2 separate regions of the Rattus norvegicus genome follow, and region 2 is linked to region 1. The links are chromatin contacts, called in public Hi-C maps. All regions are on one chromosome and are shown on one strand. Each heading gives the region's core, a stretch centred on a gene start, on an enhancer-like site or on the middle of the called end of the contact. The rest is flanking DNA. Distances are from core to core; before and after follow the strand shown.

Region 1 (7,433 bases), core at 4,690-7,189:
CACTGGGTGTGGGAGCAGAGAGCTGCTGCGGGCCGGGATCTGCGGGTGTGGGACTTCCGGTAAACACAGAACGTGCCCGGTCCTAGAGAAATTCTGCTTCCGTGTGTCCCAAGCTCACCAGGCAGCTTTCTTGCAGCAGAAAATTTGGTCTTACCTGTGGTCCCGAGGCTCAGGTTCGCTCGTGGGGTGCTGCCCAGGGGCTTTCTGCAGAGGCAGCAACCAGGAAGACCTGTGCCGCCCCTTCCGGGAGCTTCAGTGCACCAGGGTTCCAGATGGTCTTTGGCTTTTTCCTCTGGCGTCCGAGATGTGTGTGCAGGGAGCAGTCTCTTCTGGTTTCCCAGACTTGTCTGCCTCTCTGAAGGTTTAGCTCTCCATCCCACGGGATTTGGGTGCAGAGAACTGTTTATCCGGTCTGTTTCTTTCCGGTTCCGGTGGTCCATGTGTGTTTTTCTGAGATTGGGTTACCTCACTCGGGATGATATTTTCCAGTTCCAACCATTTGCCTATGAATTTCATAAAGTCATTGTTTTTGATAGCTGAGTAGTATTCCATTGTGTAGATGTACCACATTTTCTGTATCCATTCCTCTGTTGAAGGGCATCTGGGTTCTTTCCAGCTTCTAGCTATTATAAATAAGGCTGCTGTGAATATAGTGGAGCACGTGTCTTTGTTATATGTTGGGGCATCTTTTAGGTATATGCCCAGGAGAGGTGTAGCAGGGTCCTCATGTAGTTCAATGTCCAATTTTCTGAGGATCCTCCAGACTGATTTCCAGAATGGTTGTACCAGTCTGCAATCCCACCAACAATGGAGGGGTGTTCCTCTTTCTCCACATCCTTGCCAGCTTCTGCTGTCACCTGAGTTTTTGACCTTAGCCATTCTGACTGTTGTGAGGCAGAATCTCAGGGTTGTTTTGATTTGCATTTCCCTTATGACTAAAGATGTTGAACATTTCTTTAGGTGTTTCTCAGCCATTCGGCATTCCTCAGCTGTGAATCCCTTGTTTAGCTCTGAACCCCATTTTTTAATATTCCCTCAATTTTTAACTGTGTTTTTAAATGTGCACATTTCTCTGCTACTCAGAGCCCAGGAAATTCCTATCTTGACTAAGTAAGGGCATAAAGATGGAAGACTTTACAGACTCAAGTTTTTAATGACCACAGAACCTGCACCACATTTTAATGCCAATAAGGTAAAGGAAAAATGTTGCCTGGTACAAAGTGGATCGTTGCACAGACAGCACAATGGACCAACAGCCATAGCCTAGTACAGGGCACAGAATTCGGTGTTTTCTTGCTATGGTGAGAAAAGGTTAAAGTCAGGCCAGGGTTCTAACTAAATGTTCCAGGAAGGTCTTACCTCCAACATTCTTGTATTTATCTGAAACATTCCAGAGAGAAGGCACTAGAACACTGTGAGAGTCCAACATTCCAGTTGGCTGTGATTAGAACGTGTAATTCCAGGCAGCTCTATCACTGTGGTGTGGCGAATGTCCTACAGGCCTTCACCATTGATTTGAAACTTAAAGTGTGAATCTTTAGTGTCTGAGTCTAAAAGAAATTACGTTTTGAAAGTGAACTGTTAAGTTAGTGAAGTCATTATCGGATGGAGAGAGATGTTGCCAAGACTGAGAACTTGACAGCAATCCAAGGTGTCAAGTTTGGCTGTAAATACAGTGGTTAGGCTGCATGGTACTGTAAAGCTGCACTGACAGCATTTGTTGTTTGTGGCACCAAGAGAAAGTAGTTTGGGTATTATTTTCCTTAAAATTTGAATAGTATAGTGGCCTAACAATAATTTGAATGGATTATTCCTGAAAGGCAAAAGAGGATATTCAAAATTCTCTACATGTTTTCAAGTGATTTTGTGAGGTCATTATTTTCTTAGGTATGTGATGACTTGATTACCTGAAAATATGCAAATAGTTTTCACTCTCATCTCTGCCTTGCCTACAGTTCTCAGTATCAGCACATAGTTAACAGAAATCATTCAGAATTTAGAAGCTAGTTAACAACGGCCCTGGATAATTTAATCATGACACTGTGAGCTATTCTGTGTTGACAATTTAGGAAAATCTCAAGGTTTTCATTTTTTTAAGTCTACAAGGTTTCCAGTTTCTATTTAGAAATTGAATGCATGCCTGCTGACTTCCCCCCTCCCCATACACATTTTCCTTTGGGTAGTCACAACTCTGTGAAGTGAACAATGGAGATCCCATCTCCACTTGGAGGCCAGTTAAATAAAGCTGAAGACTCATGTGTACAGGGAGATAAGCTCCAAAATGTTATCCACTGATCACTCTTTTCTCCTGAGAACCTTGTGGTGGGTGCTTCCTCCTCCTGCTGAGGAGGTGTGGACTTTCGTTGTCATAGTGATAGACCACTGAAGAAACAGAAGGACTTTCCAGAGCCCAACTTGGTAGGAGACTGGAGGAGACATATAGGTAGGAGACCTGGATGGATGTTGACTTGAGGAAGGTCTTTGATGTATTGATTGCATTTAACTTGTAGAGTCAAGTGAGCTTTAAAGAGTTCTCTACTTTGTGAACCAAAATTAGTTTACAGTGTACATTTGACTCAGAGAAGCTAAGTAGCCTTTCTCCAGGCTTGCATGATATAACAGACTTTTCTTTAGACTGCTAGGGTGGGCTTCTCCCTGAATCCTTGCTAGTCTTCTGAGCTCCACCCAAATGGCTTGCATGGATGTCTCCTGTTTCATTGGATAGGGCACTTGGTAGCTATGTCTGTGACCTGTGATGAGATGACAGTAAGAAAGAAAGAAAATCTATTATGGGAATTTGAGTGGCAGAAGCTTTCATAAAGTTCGAGCAGGATGGAGGGGAAGACAAATGAAGCTGGTACTTGCCTTTTGTTTCTATAGCTACCAGTGTCTCCCTGAGTGCTCTAACAATGAAATGGCAACTCTGTGGACGGCCATGTTTGAAAGGAGCTGGTCAGTGTGCACCAAGAGTCAAGACATTTATATTAATGTTCTAAAGACCCAAACTGACTTCATTAGAGCCTTTATTATCTTTCTGAAAATAGTAATCCACAGAAAGCACAAGTCAGAACTCAAGGAACAAGTCTCAACCCAGAAAAACTCAAACTATCTTAGTCTTATACAAAGAGTTTAAGACACAGGCTTAATTATAATTATTTCTTAATCCAGTCTCTCTGGGTTATTATGCATCTGCCCAAGGACAGTTGATAGACCTACAGAGGAAAGGCAGAAATAGATGATGAGGGATCATCTAGATCAAACTGCAAGTAGCTTTGTGTTCACACTAAGGGTGGAAGACCGACATTCGTTCACCCCTCTGTTTCCCCAGCCTTGGCACAGGCCCCATGTCTATGCCAGGCACCTTCCTTTGAGTGTCTCAAGTACACTCTGATCCTCTTTACAATAGCTTCCAAAGTTGTATTTCTGTTGTAAATATTGTTTTTGGCCTCGTTTCCTCTGGCTCTTAACCTAATGTATCACCCTTAAAAATATGTTCTTTTTCACCTCTCAGGTTCACTGTCAGTTCAAAAGGCTTTCCTTGCCCTCTAGCAGCTAGAGACAGAAGGTTAGCAGTTACAATTTTCAATACTACTTTCCTTTGCAATATGCATTATGATGTAGGGTATAAGAATAATCATTCATAATATGTAATCTATAGCTTTTAATTTTGTCATCTTCCTTATCATTTGCAAGTTTGACTTTAAATTTCTTACCATGCTGTTAGAACATGCCTAATCCTTTTCAGTGTGTTTCAGAATACAACTACTCCTTGCAAATCTCAGTGATCAGGGGAAACATCAGATTGTGGTATGAAGTTCAGGGTTATCTTTGTCCACACAAAGTGTGAAGATGTGATTGGAGTGGGGGGGTGGGGTCATTACCGAGGAAGAAGGTAGCAATGAACAGCAAGAGAACTCACATCACAGTTTGTGGGTTTTGGTAAAAGATGAGTAAACCCAATGTGAATGTGATTGGCTTGGCTATGAAGATGTCAATTGTACCCTGTTCACTATTCTGCAGTCCAGAACAGGACATTAAGCCTCTTACTGAATAACTGTGGTTGCTTGAAATAGAGATACCTGGGATTTCCTGTCCTTAACTCTGTCCTCATTAGATTTCTTCGCCCTCCCTCCCTTCCTTCCTCCCTCCCCCCCTTCTTCCCTCCCCACCTCTCTCAACTATTTTATTATGATACTGGACCTCTGATTTATTTTCAACCACACTCCTTTGTACATTATGCATTTCCAACCAGTGCAGTGGAGAAAGTGGGAAATATTCTTGGTGGATGGAACAGACACCTGGAGTCCAGTGGAAGGTTGAAGAGCCAAAGGAAGTCCAGTATGACAGAGACTGGATGAACTAGAGAGAATAGGTTGTGGGAAGAGGTGGAGAGGGAAACTTTTATTCTTTGTCATGGGATGTCTTATAGGGAATGCTAACCATTCTGGTCTTACCTGCAGTGGTGGATTAGTGAGTCCCTTTAAGGAAAAGAATGACTGGATTCAATTAAAGAAAGTTTCAGCTATTTGTACACAGAATGATGGTAGCCCATGAGAGACACCCTGAGGAGACTAGTCACAAATATGATATGGTAGATGATGCCACAATCTCATCAGTGGGGCATGAACCAGTGCAGAGACCAGGAGACATGAATAGTGTTCATCGATTGACTTAAATACCTTGCTTGGGCTTTTTTGCTACTTCTTTTTTTTTTTTTTTTTTTTTGGTTCTTTTTTTTTCGGAGCTGGGGACCGAACCCAGGGCCTTGCGCTTCCTAGGCAAGTGCTCTACCACTGAGCTAAATCCCCAGCCCCTTTTTTGCTACTTCTATCTCATCTTCTGTCTAGATTGTCAGATTTCCTGCTGTCACCTTTGCACAGAGTTAATGTCCACCTCCACTGGACTCTCTCCACAATGAAATCTCATTGTCTCTTTCCAGTTGCTCCTGGTATTTCTTTCAAAATCTTTTTACTTGTTGACTTGGGCTATTCATTATTTACAGTCTCTCTCTCTCTCTCTCTCTCTCTCTCTCTCTCCTCTCCTCTCCTCTCCTCTCCTCTCCTCTCCTCTCCCTTGTATCCTAACCTTTGTTGATTTTCTTTCCAACTATATCCTTGTTTTTTCCTAGATGTCTCTAAACTCTCACTGAAGAGTCATGCACAAGGCCATCTACAATAAAAGAATCTTTCCCCTTATACAAAGTGTTCTCTTTCTTATCTGTTAACTACAAGGGCTCCACAGTTCTTCTTACTCCAGAAAATTGTAGCAGTCATTTGCTTGCTCCCTTACACTCATCTCTGATGTTCTCTGTATCCCACAGCCCTGATCTTTGCAAAGTGTGCTTGTTAGACTTCCTGAACAAATGGCTCTCCTCTTATGTTATGCCCAACAGGAGGCATGAGGGAGAGCCTACAAAGTGTAAGGATAAAACAGTGATAATAACCCCATGGTTCTTTAACTTGCTCACATGGGAGAACATTTTCATCCTCCTGAAATATCCATGTCTAGCCTATCCTTCTGAATCTGCTGTCTCATATTCACAGCCAGTGTGACTGGGACATCTCCTTCTAGCTCTCAGTGTAAAAAGGCAATGTTTTCCTGTAAATAGAGAAATGTCCTTCCCAGAGCTTTTTTTATCTGCTGAATGTTTACCTCAGTTCATTACCCAATCCTTAATTCTTAGAAAATATGTCTTTCTGATACACAGAGAAGTTGTTTCCCATATTAAAATGTCTCCTATTTTTCTTCAGGAGACTCAGTCTCTAGAACACTCACTCAGTGTGAGCTCAGGTCTCCTGTATGTTTTTCTGCTGCGTGCTTTCTGGGCTTTCACTACAGCATTCCTTCTCTCCAGTGGACTCCAGGCAGCAGCAACTGTGGCAACATCATCACTCTATCCCCTCTGAGTGCTTCAGCCCTGCAGCTGATACTGACTCCAGCAAATCTTTGGCATGCCTTTCCCTCTGAGGCCGGCCAGTAAGCTCTTGCAACACCATCGCAGTTACATTCCCCAGTCAAATTCCTCTGTGAAAGTTTCTGGCATGCCTTCTGTTTCCTTGACTAGGCTAACTTGCAGGGATACAGTATTTCAAAAAGTATTTAGGATCCAAAGAACTTTCAAAATAATACAAAGCAGGCATGGTAATAATTCCAACGCTCAGGAGTCAGAGGCAGGTATATCTCGTGAGTTCAAGGCCAGAGTAGTGAGTTTGAAGACAGCCAGGGCTACATAGAGAGACCTTGTCTCAGCTCCTCCCCCTCCTATCCCTCATGATCTCAGCTTTGCCAGTGAGTATGTTGTTGAGTAACTAACTACATTTCTGTGAATCAATCTTTTCTTTTGTAATTTGGGGTTGTTATCTTAGGAGAAAATGTTTGAGAGTTAACTATGATAGAGGGTGGGGCAGTGTTTCATGAAGCTCTGAGAATTAACTATGATAGGACATTTGAGAATCATAGGACAATATGAGAATTAAGTAATAATAGGAGAATGCTTCATAAAGCTCTGAGTAGGCACAAGGTTGAACTTTTACTAGCACATGTTTTATCTTCCTGTGAATTATTTCATGCCCTTCTAAAAGGTTATCTGTTTCATGTGAGCACAGATCTGACCCTTTATTTCTTTCTATAACCACCCTTTTAGTTACATATTATTATTGCTTACTGCCTGGCAATTGTTTGACAAATACAGCATTGTCTATCTAGGGAAAGAACTAATTTATCTCCCAATACTATACCATTCCCATGCTTTCAAACATTTTCCAAAGAAAAGAATTTAATCTGCTAGATGCACATAGTAGGTCTGAAACTCTGAAACAGCAAACATCCCATGGAATAGACCCAACAACTTTAGTAACTCAACAACACAGCACAGGGGGAGGAACAAAACAGTTTGAATAATCAGAAATGTGTCTTCGTGGTTACTTCCAAAAGACATTGTTTGATTTAAAATGCTGAAACTGTAGATTGTAGTTCTTGAATTCCTGCAAGGAAGCTTCATGAGAAGACATTCGGGTTCCAGGGAAGTTCCTCGGGATTGTTATAACTTCCACGGCTCCATCATTGCATAGATCCTCTCTATCCAGTGCTTCTCAACCTTCCTGATGCTGGGACCCTTTCATACAGTTCCTCATGTTGTGGTGATGCCAAACCATACAATTATTTTTATTGCTACTTCACCACTGTAATTTTGCTACTGTTCCAAATCCTAATGGAAATATTTGTGTTTTCTGATGATCTTAGGAGACCCTTGTGAAAGGATTGTTCAATCCCCAAAGGTATTATGGCCCACAAATTGGGATCCACTGCTCTAATTGTTATAAGTAGAAAATGAAAAAAACGACACTACGAAAAGGAGCAGAGATAGAAGTCAAGAGGTCTGGGAGCTGAGGCAGGGAGCATACATTTGAAAGATTCTGGCTTCCAGCATTTTC
Region 2 (7,395 bases), core at 4,691-7,190, 320 kb before region 1:
ACTAGAGAGGATGCTGCCTACTGGCTTGCTCCCCATGGCTTGCTCCGTCTGCTTTCTTATAGGACCTAGGACCACCAGCCTGGAGTGCCACCACACACAATGGGTTGGACTGTCCCATATCAGTCATTGGTTAAGAAAATTACCTACAGGTTTGCCTACAAACCCATCTTATGGAGGCGTCTTCTCAATTGGAATGACTCTAGCCTGGGTCAAGTTGACATAAAATTAGCTAGTAGAGAATGCTAAGGTACCTCTCACTCCACTTCAGAAATAACACCAATACCCAGGGAGAACTGTCAATAATCTGTGGACAAACCCTTTACTCCCATATTTATTTATCTATAAATATATGTATATAACATATACATCATTTCATATAATGTCTTTCGATCATATTCAGCCCTCTTCTCCAACTCCTCACAAATCTACCCCCTTCCTACCCAATCAACTTTGTGTGCTTTTTTTGTTTGGTTGTTTTTTTTAAAACTCAAGTGTAATTTGTCCTGCACATATATTCTTGGATGTGTGGCTTTCTACTGGGTCATGGGTGACCTACCAGTGGTCACACAAAGAAAACTAAGTCTCCATTTCACAGAATATATCATTGGCTTCTCCTTATAACTATTGACACATAGTTTTTCCCTCTCCCTTCCTTCCTCCCTCTCTCCTGTCCTCTCCTTTCTTCTCTTCTCCTCTCCACTTTTCTCCCTGCTCTCTCTCTCTCTCTCTCTCTCTCTCTCTCTCTCTCTCTCTGTCTCTGTCTCTGTCTCTGTCTCTGTCTTTCTTTCATTTTCAACTGTCTGGTCCAGATCTCCCCTTTTATATGTTTTCATTCTGACTCTTTTATTTCATATCACTTCATTAGTTTGGAGAAAAATACTTCACTCTGATGTTCCTTCAGCATAGGAGCTGCCTGGCCTTGAGAAGTAAAGAGGATTATAGTAACTGTTTGGGATCTTAAGGATCCATTGAAAAAGCAGAGGCAGGCAGGCAGGGAACTTGGACAGTGTTTACACTTGGAGTGGGCATCGCAGTGCCTTCCGATTTGCTTATAACAGAACGGTGAGTTCTTGACATTCCGCTGGCAACTTGATTTTGCATTTACCTTCGGGCACCATTCCTTGCAATGTACTTAAAGCAGAAATGTTTTCATTACCATAACCCTGCAAGATTGTTCTGGAGTAGAAGCAGGTGCTACAGATGCTCTAGAAGTAGATGTACAGCCCTCCCTGCTCTACAGGTCCCTTCAACAGTCTCCGGGAAGTTAGTGGATGCTTTACAGCATTTTTTATGCCGAAGTAGCTTATACCCTAAAGGGTTTAGTAGGTAAGGAAGCCCTCAAATTAGGGAAAGCCCTTGCACTTTAATCCCTTGTTTGGTATCTTGTAGCAACAGGCTTGCTTTGCCTAGAAGAACCCTTGCTGCTTGGCAGGGAAACCCTGTTTCTCCTTTGGTTTCAGGTAGTTTGTTCAAACAAAGTGCTGGTGAATAGAAATGTCCTTTGGAACAGAGGGATTTGTGGGGGAATTATGGGTGATGGCAGGGAGTGAGAACTACTCTGGGGGACTCAGATTGCTTTCATCTTGAGAAAATTCTCCTAGTACAATGCCAACGCCAGCCAGTCCCTCCCACCTGAAGCCTGGTGTTTCCTCATACATAAGCATCCACTCAGGGTTTTCAGCTATCCTTTTACATACATAAGGAGCAGGTGAAATGAGGGAATCAGAGTTAAGCCGTTTGCTTAGCCTGTAGCAACAGGGAATGGAATTCCAATTCCTCAATTGGTAGTCTTTGGCCTTGTTCTTGAAGCAACCCGCCTGGATTCTGTTGCAGAGGTTGGAGGGGGCCCTGGAGGGCTCATAAAGGGAGCTGTCTACTAGGAGTCTGACCCAAGTGTGTCTGTCATACCCTGCGGAAGATAAAGGAACAAAAGGCAGCTTTCCTCCACCCAGCACTACTGAAAACAATAAATGAAAAAACAAACAAATAAAACAAAAACAAAAACAAAACAAAACAAAAAACCAAATCAAACCAACAACAGTGACAACAAAGCCATTTTGCCTTCTCCAACTAGGTAGAATGGCATACTCAGTTTTCAACCAGAGTTTCTCAGTCTCTTAACATGGCTGATAATTTGGGCTGGAGAGCCCTCTCCGCTGAGGCTCTTCCCTGGCCTCTACCAACCAGAGACCAGTTCCATCTCTCCAACTCTCACATGACAACCAGATGACATGGTCAAATGATGTCTGGGAAGCAAGACAATTCACAGCACTGATCAAACCAAAGAAAGCCTTTCCTTTGGCTATATGACCTTCAAAGTTGGCGTTGGAGAGGGGAAAGAAAAAAAAAAAAAAGAAAACAAAACAAAAGAGGGACACATAGATTTTGATATTTCCTTTGATTAAAATCTTAAATATTTAGGGGAAAAGTGTAGGGCACTATCATGTATAATATTGACTAACCTTTTGCTTGTAATCTATAGATGAGATCCGTTTGTTCTGTGGCTATTTTTTTTTATACTAGTAGAGTGGGATATACTTTTAAAATGAGTCTCTGGGGGTTTGGGTCACCCCAGTGATGTGAACGGGGATAATCCAAAGAATACTTCAATGGAAGCTGGCTGGACCCACACTGCAGTCACTGTGGTTCCTCTCTGTTCATATTGTTTTACTGGGTGAACTGAGGGGAACGGATGCTCCGCCTTGGTGGGAGAGGTACAGCAAGGGCTCAGAGGTAAGGCAGGAAGGTGAGACTAGCTTTTTCTATACAACTCAGTGCCAGCAAAGGTGGTTCAACCAGCAGAGGCACAGGGATAAATCGGAATGCCATCTTTTTAGGGACAGAGGCCCTTATGTTGCAGACAGTTTTGTGGCAAATCACTTAGCAAAAAGAAGCACACATGGAGTGATTTGTGTCTTTGATGAAAACCTTTATAATGTAAGTTAGGGTTTTATTCGGACAAGTTCTAGAGGCAGTAAAAATGGCAGTCTGAGGCAGTACAGAACCTGTATAGTCTGCCTTGCTTTTTTCTTCTTCTTCTTTTTAAATGTTCAGTCTTTTGGAAAGGAAAACATTTTTCATGGTGGTAATGATGAAAGTTAAGCAAATTTACTGGGATTCATATACTTAACCCTTTAAGCTCCTAAATTCACGAGTTTGTGCACCGGACAGTGCAGCGAATTTTCTAAAACTCAAAGCTTCAAACTGCTTCATCCCTGATTCCCCGAGTGCGTGTTTTAGAGATGTTTTGGAGAGAATATGAGAGGACTGATTGGAGAAGAACCCCTCCCCTCCCACTGCTCTCGGTGTCTCTATTGAATCTCCTCTGTGTAGGAGTACGTGCACACACCTGTGTGACCCTGTGGATTGAAGCTAGGGCCTCCAGCATCCAAGGTAAGAGCTCCACAGCGGAGCTCCACCCTTGTCTCGTGCCCCTTTTCTTTCGTTTATAATCGTTTATTAAGAAGGGGGAAGACAACTAAATCTAATCAGAGACCATGACAAAGAGAGAGAGAGAGAGAGAGAGAGAGAGAGAGAGAGAGAGAGAGAGAGACTTGCAATTTCTGTTCCTCCATATAAGCTTTGGCCTCCAGTTTCCATGGTAACCAGTGATCTGTATCCCAGTCACACCTTTGAAAGGCTTGTTTTTCTCTCTCCATCCTAAAAACTTAGCCAGCAGCACCAAAGCAACTGAACGATAACTGTTATCTGTTATTTAAAAAATAAATAAGCATGAGGATACACAGAAGAAGATAATATCTATGGGCTTATTTTGAAAATACAGTAGAAATTTCCATTAATTTTAAGATGATCACTGGGATAAAAAACAACTGAATCCTAAATGAATGATGCCACACTGTGTAATACCCACCCACCCACCCTACTCACCCCACACACTACTACTTAGCTCCTTTAGTAAGCAGTAAATACCATAAATACCATAAATTATACATATTCACCTAGCTAACCTTTTTTTTTTTTTTTTTTTGCCTCTGGAGGATATTTGGCCATACCTGGAAACATTTTTGGTTGTCATAATTGGTGCTGGCGTGGAAACCATAGCACCCCAAATAGCTTCATGGATAGGTGGTATACTGACATAAGAGAATGAAACCCTCCAATGACCAGTCGAACCACAGCTAATTCGTGATTCGATTTCTTGTTCTTGTATTGTTTGATTTCTTAATCACTTTAAGCAGTGGGAAGATGGGAGGCTGAGAGAAGGTTGAAAGGAATATCAATCAATTAGTTTACCTATCTATCTAGAGAGAAAGGGGGAGGAGGGATGGAAGAAGGGGTTGGGGATGGGGAAGAGAGGGAGAAAGAAAGAAGAGGAAGAGGGAGATGGAGAAGGAGAGGAAGAGAAGGAGAGGACGAAGAAAGAAGAAAGGAGGAGAAGAAAGAAGAGGAGGAAGATGAGGAGGAAGCAGCAGCCACCACAAAACATTTTCACCTTTTCTTCATCACTTTTTGATTTAAGATGTGGCAGTTCCTTTTCCACTCTTATTAAAGTTCTATTATTTATTTTTCTGTTAAAGGAAAGTGACCCCCCCCCCCCCCAGCACTTACCTGGAATTCGTTTCCCCAAATGTTGTTGGGTTTTGTCATCCTGGAGGGCAAGCTTGTCTCAAATCTGTGCTTCACTCATGAGGGTAAATCCAACCAAGAAGGGAACATACATTTCCACCCCCCCACCCCCCCATTTCTTTCAGTATGAAGCAGAACAACCAAGCAATCCTGATACAGCCAGAGGGCGCCAAAGTGCCGCGAACGGAACTTCCAGGGCTCAATGGGTTTGCGGGATGGTAAAATTGGCTTTTGTCTGAAGAAAAGAGATGTGGTTCTAAAAGACGTCACCATGTGTTAGCTTCACAATTTAAATTTTTATTTTGCATTTTATTTTTGCCAACAGGTAAACATGGCGAGCATATCTCCTAACCCTGATGGCTATTGTGTGTCGCGGTGCTACCCAAAGTGCTCACCGACCAGAACACGAGGACTTAGCGCGGATGGCCACAGCCTGGCAGGGCGCGATTCTGAGTGGTATCTTAAGCAGCCCGAGAGCTGGTGACTTCCATGAAAGCACAGGCACAAAAAAGTCGAAGCCCATTTTCCTAGGGTGCATTTCTTCCTTTCTTTCTCTCCGAAGTCGGGAGAACGTCCCCTGAGAGGCGGTGCCGCCTCCAGACCCGGACCTGGGCTCTGGGCGGTGGCGCCTTGCAAACTGCAGCCTCCTGGTGGGCCCCGAGGGCGAGCATCTGCCGAAGGCATCCCAGATGCTTGCCTTGGGGGACACCCTAAAGCCAGCGGATATCTATCTTGATGGTTTCAAGAGAGGCGTCGCGTCTATTCCAGTCTCACTGCCTACGTGATAGCAGAATCTCAGCCTGTCGTCTGGAGCGGGCTGGATTGAGGGGCAGAGAAAGCTGGCTGCGGCGAGGGAATAGTTCACCAGCCCCTTAAGTCTGAGCGAGAGCACGAGCTAATTATTCAATGCTTTCAAATAAAATGTGTGCGAGACAGAGAGAGGAGAGAAATCCACAGACAGTCCCGCCGCGAGTGGGGGAATGGAGGGGCGTGCAAGGAGGCAATAGGAGGGGGGACTGACAGAAACTGTTGGGGAGGCGGGTAAGGCACAGGGCTGTAGGGGAGGGATCTGAATGAGGATAGCAGAGGGTGGGGGTGACTGTGCGGGTGTGGTGACGGGGGCGCTGGATCACGGGGCGTCTCGGGGCGCAGTGGCTGCTGGAGGAGAGAAGTTGGGGACCCCCCGGGTGGCGGGGTGCGAACGGAGCGGGAGGGGTGCAGGCCGCGGGCTGGGAGAGGAGGGGCGGGCGCGAGGCGGGCGGGGTCGGCGAGCGGAGGAGCTGGGCGGGCGGACGCGCGGGGGGGGAGGGCGCTGGGCAGGAAGGGGAGGGGGAGCGATCGAGAAATGCAGAGGCTGCAGCGGCGGCGGCAGTAGCGGCAGCGGCGGCGGCGGCGGCGGCAGCGCTCCAACTCGCTCCACGCTCCGGGCTCCGCCGTCGAGCCGGGAGAGAGAGAGCCTTTGCTGAGCGGCCAGGCACTCGGCCGGACGACACCAGACACCCGGGCCCCTTGGAGGCACCGCGCTCACCCAGGGCCGGCACAGGCACCCAAAGCCGGTAAGGAGGCGCGCCGTGGGTCCCTCACGCCACCGCGGACTCAGGGCCACCGGTTCCCCAGGGCCCCGCCCCACCCTGAAGCCTAGGGTTCTCCAACGGTGCAGACTGGGTGCGGCCGGGTTTAGACACAGTGGGCGTGGGATTCCTCTAAGTGGGCTCTGTCGCATTTGGGGATCCATGGTGATGCTTTCCCCCAAGGTGGACAGCTTCGGAAGCCTTTCGTAGGGTGGGGAGCTTGCGGAGGGTGGCGGCGAGGCAGATGAACAGAGTTCGGGAGGGAGTGGGGCGGGAGGGTGGGAAGCGGCTGGTGACCGGGAAATACCGAATGCGAAATCTTTTTCAAGGCATCGAATCCCCTGGCCTGGGTTCTGTGGGCTAAACCCAGTCTTCTGTCAGCGGAACGGGCACAGCCACGGAGAAAGCGCTCCGTGTGAGGGGCGCAGTAGCAGAAGATGGAGGATGGGGGTGGGGTGGGGAGGGAGAAAGAAGACACGGAATCTGGTCTGATCGGAAGGGGCGGGGGTGGATTGGCCCTCAGGACTCCTGGATCTTGGTTTGGGGTAACCGAGGAACACGAGGTTCGGAAGACCGTGTGCACGCCCGGGGCAGATCAAAGCCCTAGCTCGGTCTGCGGCTGAACTGCCTTCCCACTAACCTGTGGACATCGCCAACATTTTATTTATTTATTTATTGAGCCTTGCGCTCAGAAAACGGGCCGCGCGCCTCCACCGCCGCCCCAGCCTGGGGGGGCTGGGGGTGGGGTGGGCTTGAACCTGACAGCCCGCGGTCCGAACCGGCACAACCCTTCTGCAAGACAAGATTTCTGTAGATTTTCCCCCCTGTATCTCAAACGCTACAACCCAACGTCTGGTTCCCGCTTCCCTACACCATTAAAAGAAAAATTTCAGAATCCCTGGATCCGATGGCACACAATGCGTGGCTGGGAACCGCATTCTTTTCATGAATATTCATCGAACGCTTGGCCCTGTTCCTAATCTGCTACCCCCACCCCCCACGCCGAGACGTTTCCGCCTTTAAGCGAGCTCGGTGGACAGCCTCTGCCCCAGAGATTTTCACTCTGTTGAAAGGAGCACAGCGCACATGGGTGCGATTTTTCAGTGTTTGGCATGGGAGTTGACACACCTCTGTCTTGGCCGAGACCACTGGCCACTTACGTGGCGGGCTAAAATAAAACACGGCTATCAAGGGGACTGCTATTGGGGTGTGGATTAACCTCCGCCCCTGGGAATAT

What was found. A called contact is a pair of places that touch in the nucleus more often than the background predicts.
Region 2: a Hi-C map of the A7r5 cell line shows a contact between it and region 1, with 6 times the contacts expected there. The contact joins the promoter of Basp1 here to the enhancer-like site in region 1. A contact is called at or near these places in 4 of 12 Hi-C or Micro-C datasets (the A7r5 cell line, the Rat2 cell line, mammary epithelial cells and 1 more).

Annotation. Positions count from the first base shown.
Region 1 is chr2:77,274,252-77,281,684 of GRCr8, reverse strand. No RefSeq gene overlaps it. Among named protein-coding and RNA genes, the nearest start is that of Basp1, 320 kb to the left of the region's middle. Within about 2 kb of position 5,939, at least 17 of the 93 cell types and tissues checked have an H3K27ac peak or open chromatin away from gene starts, as enhancers often do.
Region 2 is chr2:77,592,842-77,600,236 of GRCr8, reverse strand. Basp1 (brain abundant, membrane attached signal protein 1) reads left to right here and starts at 5,940. Exons shown (of 2, transcript NM_022300.2): 1 at 5,940-6,143.